Regions from separate parts of the Mus musculus genome. Here region 2 is linked to region 1. The links are chromatin contacts, called in public Micro-C maps. All regions are on one chromosome and are shown on one strand. Each heading gives the region's core, a stretch centred on a gene start, on an enhancer-like site or on the middle of the called end of the contact. The rest is flanking DNA. Distances are from core to core; before and after follow the strand shown. Region 1 holds the start of Hmga2 (high mobility group AT-hook 2). Region 2 holds the start of Shmt2 (serine hydroxymethyltransferase 2 (mitochondrial)).

Region 1 (3,353 bases), core at 511-3,010:
TTTGATGATTTCCCAAAAGGTACACTCCTTGTTTTTCTAAAACACACCAACAAACTTTCTTCGATTTCCCACCTAGCTCTACGGGGGCAATTTAGGACTATTTTCTAATCCGCCTATTGGCCCGAGGGAAGCGATTTAAAGCAAAAGAAAAAATGGGAAGTTTTTGGTTTTTTTTAAAGGCCGGGAAGGGAGTTTTACTGTTCTCAATAGACGCGTCCTTAGGCTTGGAAATTGCTGCGAACGTCCCAACCCCCTGCCCGCCCGCCCGCCCGCCCCCGGCCCTGGGCGCTGCGCACAACTCTGCAACAGCCGGCTTGCACTCTTAATTGGTTGCATCCGCAGACAAAACCCTCCATTCCGCGGGGTCCTGGGTGCCCCTCGACCGTCCCTTCCCAGCCCCCAGCCACTCGCCCAAGAGGAAGCTAAAACTTGGGCTGCTCAGAGGAGCGGGATCGAGGAGCCAAAGAGGGACCCGACTCCTGGCGGGGAAGCGACCCTGGCTACCGTGCACTTTCCTTCCAGAGCTCCCTGGGCGAAGCGCGTTTCCCGGGCCCGCGGGGGCCTGGGATCCTCCGGGATCCTTTCCCCGCCAGCCCCGGCGGCTGTAGCAGCTCGGCAGGCATTTAAATATCCTCGGGAGGAGCACCAGGCGGGCAGTCGGCTCCGCACGCGTTCTTTGTCGGGAGGGCGCGAGCCTTGGGCCATGGAGTGTGGGGAGGGCACCGAGGGGGCGGCCGCGGCGCATCAGCCTCCTACGGGAAGGCGGCCCCGAGAAGCCGGAGAAAGCCGCGGGTCTAAGAGCTTCGGACTCGCAGTCCTGCCCCTCCTGAACTCCCCAGTCCCCCCAGTCGCCAAAGCGGCTGACAAAGCGACGCTTTTATTCTTTGGGACCCCCGAGGCTCGATGCCCCCCCCCCGAGCCACGCCGCGCCGCTCCGGGGCTGCGCACAATAGCGAAAGTCCCTGTCCACGATTCGCGCGACCCCACCTCCACCGGGTGGCTACGGCTCGCCGCGGGACCCCAGCTCTTGGAGCCGGGGAGCGCGGGTACCCGGAGAGACTGCGCCGCGCACTCTCCAGGGGAACTCGGTCTCCCGCCCCACCTACACCCGGGTGGCAGGCGGGCTAGCTTGCGCTGCCGTAGCCGCTGCGCTCCCGCGCTCCGGTCGCCCGGCGTGTCGCGGGGCCCCGGGGGCAGAGGCGTCGCGGGTGGGCTGAGTGGCCCCTCCGCGTCGGCGTACTGACTTGCTGCTGCTTCCTGGGTCGGCCGCGTCCTCGCTTCTGTGGCACCGGGGCGGCAGGTTGTCCCTGGGCTGATGTGGACGGCTGCCCGGCGCCCTCACCGCGTGCGCTCATCCTGCCTCCCGCCGCCGCTACCACTGCCTCTACCGGTACCGCCGCTGCAGCCGCTCGGCCTCCGCCGCCCCGAATCCGCCCAGCACCTTTCGGGAGACGGGATGTAGAGAGCTGGAGAGGGCAAGAGCGGCGAGAGCAGGCGAGCTGGCGAGTGCGCCGGGGACTACTGCTGCTGCTTAGGCTGCCGCCGCTGCCACCATCAACACCGGACGTCCAGCGGCTGCCAAAAAGAGAGAGGGGAGGAGGAAGAGAGGAGGAGGAGAGGAGGAGGAGGAAAGGAGGAGGCGCTGCGGGCAGTGGGTGGCGGAGGTAGAGGTGGAGGTAGGGAGAGGAGGCGGGAAGCGAAGGAGAGGGAAGAGTTGGAGGCGGAGAGGGTTGCTCTCTCCGCAAAGGCTCGGGAGTTGCGGGTACTGGGACGCTCGGCAGCGGCTTGGAGAGGGAAGAGACTTGGAGTGAATTGTGTCCCTTGAAATGTTAGGCGGGGAAAGAATTCCGCCTCCTCTCCCCCACCCCAGAGGGAGAGAGAGGGAGGGGGGCGGGAAGGAGAGACAGAGACGCAGAGAGCCAGAGAGAGACACAGAGAAGAGGGACAGAGACAGAAACTCAGAGAGAGACAGAGACAAAGAGACAGAACGGGACAGAGATAGAGACTGACTAGTGCGGTCAGAAACCGAGGAGAGAGTGGAAGTTTCTGCCAGGATCCGGTAGGGCGCCCAGCTCAGCTCTAGCAAGGAACAGAGCAGTGGGTGGCACCGCGCCTCCTCGGGTGGCGGGGTCAGGCGGCGGCACTGCACAGATGCAGAGGGACAAGCTGCTGGCCTCTGCGCTCTGCACCCGGAGCCCAAGTTTTGCCCGTGCTGCAAGTTTTCAGAGTTCCTGCCCGGGATTCAAGAGGGATGAGTGTGTGCGTGCGTGTGCGTGTGTGTACACGCGCGCTCGCACTTGCGGAGGGGGTGGCGGGAACGGGGAGTGCCCACCTCTGATCGTGGGCGGATAAAGGGGAGGGGGCTGCAGGAGAAGCAAGAGGAGGGGGCAGGCCAGGCGGACAGCCGAGCCCAGGCGCCTGGCCGCGGGCCAGAGGCAGCGTTCGAAACACAACTGCCTCGAAGGCGGCGGCGCCCGGTTGCCACCCGGAGCCCCGGCTCACGTGCTCCCGCCAGCAGTGGGGTTAAAAAGACAGGGCCTAGGCTCTCCTGCCGGATCGCCGCTGGAGGCCACCCCTGAGCGGCTGTCCTAGGAAGGCGAAAGAAAATGACTATCTCAGAGTCACCCTGGAGAGCTTGGCTTCTACCTGTGCTTCCACCGAGGGTTGCCCGAAGTTTCCGGAAGCATTCAGGGTCAACCGCCGCTGTCTACTATTTCAGCCCCGGGAAAAGAGCGACCAAGGAGTCGGAGCGCCCCTTGCGACCCCCCCCCCCCCCCCGCTCCACTGAGAAATGCCCTCACCCCAGAGTGCACGGGCCGGCGCACAAACAAGCGTGCACAAAGATACACGGGCCCACGCGTGTGATCGCAGACAAGCTTGCACGAAAATTCATGTGTGCGCGCACACACACTTCACTGGCAAGCAGGCATGCAAACAAACCCGTGCTTAAGCACACACTACCAGACACACGATGGTGCCAGTAAGCACATTCGCAACAAAAGCACACACTTGCACACTATACACAGGAACACCGAGTGTGCCAGCTCCTTTATCGAGGTCCCCTCCCCCAGGACTGACTCCTGGAGCAGGCGCTGCACCCCCGTGCTGGGACGCCCATAACTCTATGGGATATTACCGATCACTTATCCTTCCACCGCACCAATTGCCTGAAGTTTGCCTTCATTTTAACCTTCTCCCTCAGAATTCCTTTCTGCCAAGTCCTAATTTTATAGCCTGGGCTGTTTCTAAGTTATGTGAACACCATCGTGGCCACAGTCAACTTTTTTGAAAGGCGTAAAACGTTCTAAAAGGCACCTCTTTCTCATCCTTGAATAACACAAATCTGAAAGGGG
Region 2 (3,353 bases), core at 278-2,777, 7.0 Mb after region 1:
CCTCTGAGGCGATGAGCTCCAGGCCGCGACACTGTCTGTCCTTCTCCCTCTGCAGAAGCTCCCACATCTCAGGGTCACTGTCTGATAAACTCTCCTGGCCCGTCCAACCTCCAGCTGCTTCCCCAGCCTGCGTCTGGGCCACCTTGCTGTGCTGGGCCCGGGCAGCCATGCAGACCAGCTGACCACATCTCTGCAGAGGCTCAGGGCAGAAAGGCCAGGGTTAATTAAAAATTGTCCAGATCTCTTCTCCCAGCTGCCCTCAGTCATGGGTACAGATCGAGCCCTCTGGCTAAGTACGCAGCCTGGTCCGGCCAGCAGTCAGTGCTCTCTACCCCCACTTTCATCTTGAATAGCAAGTTCTAGAGTCAAAGGTTCAGATCATTATCCAAAGGGCAGTTTTGGTCAACTCTAACACAACGCATCCCTAATCACCCTGAGTGACTCTGCAAAGTCACAGAGCAAAGCTTGTGCCCCAGAAGCCCATGTCCCTCCAATTCAGGTGAGAGACACTGCGATTCCAGAGTCTCCCCACACACAGGAACAAAATGACCATCCTAAGGTCCTGGCTGCTCTTGTGGGGGACAGCGGTTCATCTTCCAGCACCCACAAAACAGCTAACAACCATCTGTAACTCCAGTTCCAAGAGATCTGATGCCCTCCTCTGACCTCTGTGGGTACCCAGGCATGCACGCAGTGCACACACAGTGCAGTTAAAATATTCATAAACATAAGAGGTGGACTTCCTGCAGGGCCTCCGGACATGAATACCTCCATGAGAGAAGATACCAAGCTAACAGGGCTTAACACCAGAGGCTTTTAAAGGGTGGTTTCCAGAGCAACCTTTAAAAAGTAGGAGGATAGACTTTTAAGCAGTTCTTGGAAAGAGTTGTGTACTGGCGGGAGTTGGGGTAGGCTGAAGGTGTTTGCCCAAAATCTTAATTTTATCTCACACTCACAGACACACACACACAGCACCTCGCTACCTCCTTCCTGCCCACACAGCAGCAGGACCCTTGCGTGATGAAAGTACTGAGGCTCGGTTGCATCATCTCCATAGCTCAGAGCTGGCGGGAAAAATTCAACTAGCGCATCGAAGCCGGGAACCCCACTTGTTTGCTAGGATATTGTTAACACAGCGTCTGCGGACCTTTACCTTAAGAGTCGTGTCAACTGGGTGACTACAAGACCCTACCTAGGTCGTCTGATCGCCAGAACTAGGGGCCCAGCCACCGCACATGTGCTGTCTCAGGGATTTCCTGGTTAAGCATCTGTTCCCCGAGGCCCCAGAACACGTGCAGCAAGGAGCCAGGAGAACCCCACTTTGGGTGGGCCTTTCCACTGATCATCCAGTAAACAGAACCCTGTTCTTACCCGAGTGGTCCGAAGCAAAGAGAAGGATACCATCGCTACAGGAGGCACAGGAGGACTAGCCACTAACTCTGTATCGGTGTAGTACCGGGGTCGAAAACCAGCTGCTCTTAGAACGCGTGCGCGAGAAAATTGCCCCCGTGAAGTTCGAGTGAAAGAGGCGTTCCCTGCGCATGCGCAGTACTGGGTTTTTTTAAAAAATTGCCTTCTGGGAATTGTAGTTTTTTACTTTGCTCTTTCCCATCTATACAAGTCCCGGTATGGAGAGCTTTGCCTGAAAAGTTCTTAGACTTAAAGCTCCTCCATGTCCTTTCTTGAAGCTCTTCAGAGTTTCTGTTTTGTTTTTCCTTCCGGTTTTCCAGGCAAGCGCTTTTTGGTTTGTTTGTTTGTTTGTTTATTTTCGTGTGGTTTATGCCTACCAAGCATATCTAGCATATGGTTCTCAGGGAGATTTAAAACATATTTAGAAGATAAATACACACAGTGAAAGCAGATATAGTTTGAAAGGGTAAAAGACTCAAATCCTTGCTTTAGGATTACAACACAAAGTCCTCCGTTTCTTCCAATGTTAAACCATGACATTGTCATTCCAGTACTAGGGAAGTGGAGACAGAGAGATTGAAAGGTCAAGGCTAGTAGCCTCAGCTACATGTGAAGTTAGAGGACAGTGGACCTCAGATGAGCCTGTCACACTTTGCCCACTCCAACACAAAGAGCTTGTAGAAGGGATTAAATGAAACTTCGCATTCGGACGCTGGCTCCGGTGGGTTGTCCTCTTCCCCTGACTCACAGCCTGCCTCCTCTGTGTCTATCCAGCTGTCAGGTGAGAGCAGAGTAGCCATCCCTCCTCTTCTCACACGGTTTGCATTCGTTTCTTATTTACATCTCCCTTACTCCCCAGCAGTCGCCCACTTCTTTTTTTGTTTTTGTTTTTTTTGGGGGGGGGGTTGTTTTGTTTTGTGTTTTGTTTTTTTGTTTTTGTTTTTGTTTTTTGTTTTTGTTTTTTGAGACAGGGTTTCTCTGTGTAGCCCTGGCTATCCTGGAACTCACTCTGTAGACTAGGCTGGCCTCGGACTCAGAAATCTGCTGGCCTCTGCCTCCTGAGTGCTGGGATTAAAGGCGTGCGCCACCACCGCTTGAGGACATCTTCTTAAGGCCTCTGCTCAGAGACACACAACCAAACCTCTTGGGGATTCCAGGAAGCAGTGGTTTTGAGAACCATTGGCCTCTGATAGCCATTTTATACCTTTACTCATTCAGTAGACATTTAGCCATGCCTTAGCCCTGGAGACACAAGGGGCTCACTAATAGTGACCCAGACAACACGAAACACTTCACTTTGTTCTCTTATACCCAGATAAGAGGGAGGGAGGGAGGGAGGGAGGGAGGGAGGGAGGGAGGGAGGGGGGGAAGGGGGGAAGGGAGGGGGGAGGGATGGATGGAGGGAAGGAGGGAGACAGAGACAGAGACATAGCCCTGTGAGTCAGGTTTTGGTGGTGGTTTTTGGGTTCAGTTTTTTTGGGGGGAGGTGGGGTGGAGTTGTTTTTTGGTTTTTGGAGACAGGGTTCCACTGTATATCACTAGCTGTCTTGGAACTCTCTGTGTAGACCAGGCTGGCTCAAACTCACAGAGCTCTGCCTGCCTCTGCCTCCCCAGTGCTGGGACTGAAGGGGTGTGCCACCACTGTGCTCACTGTGAGGTCTTTGTTCTGTTTCCTTTTCAGTGCTAGAGATAGAATCTAGGGGCTTATGTATGTATGCTGAGTGTTTTGTTTGTTTAAAAGACTTATTTACTTCTTTTATGTATAAGAGTACAATCTTGCTGTCTCCAGGCACACTAGAAAAGGGCATCAGATCTCATTACAGATGGTTGTGAGCCACCATGTGGCTGCTGGGAATTGAACTCAGGACCTTTGGAAGAGCAGTCAGTGCTCTTAACCGCTGAGCCATCATATCTCCAGCTGTTTTATTGAGGAGTTGCAAGTG

The links. A called contact is a pair of places that touch in the nucleus more often than the background predicts.
Region 2: a contact with region 1 is called in a Micro-C map of embryonic stem cells, with 6 times the contacts expected there. The contact joins the promoter of Shmt2 here to the promoter of Hmga2 in region 1. A contact is called at or near these places in 1 of 39 promoter capture datasets (cranial neural crest) and 1 of 484 Hi-C or Micro-C datasets (embryonic stem cells).

The regions. Positions count from the first base shown.
Region 1 is chr10:120,474,709-120,478,061 of GRCm38.p6, forward strand. Hmga2 (high mobility group AT-hook 2) reads right to left here and starts at 1,761. Exons shown (of 5, transcript NM_010441.3): 1 at 1,245-1,761. The coding sequence starts at 1,355.
Region 2 is chr10:127,520,917-127,524,269 of GRCm38.p6, forward strand. Shmt2 (serine hydroxymethyltransferase 2 (mitochondrial)) reads right to left here and starts at 1,528. Exons shown (of 12, transcript NM_028230.4): 1 at 1,372-1,528; 2 at 2-199. The coding sequence starts at 1,404.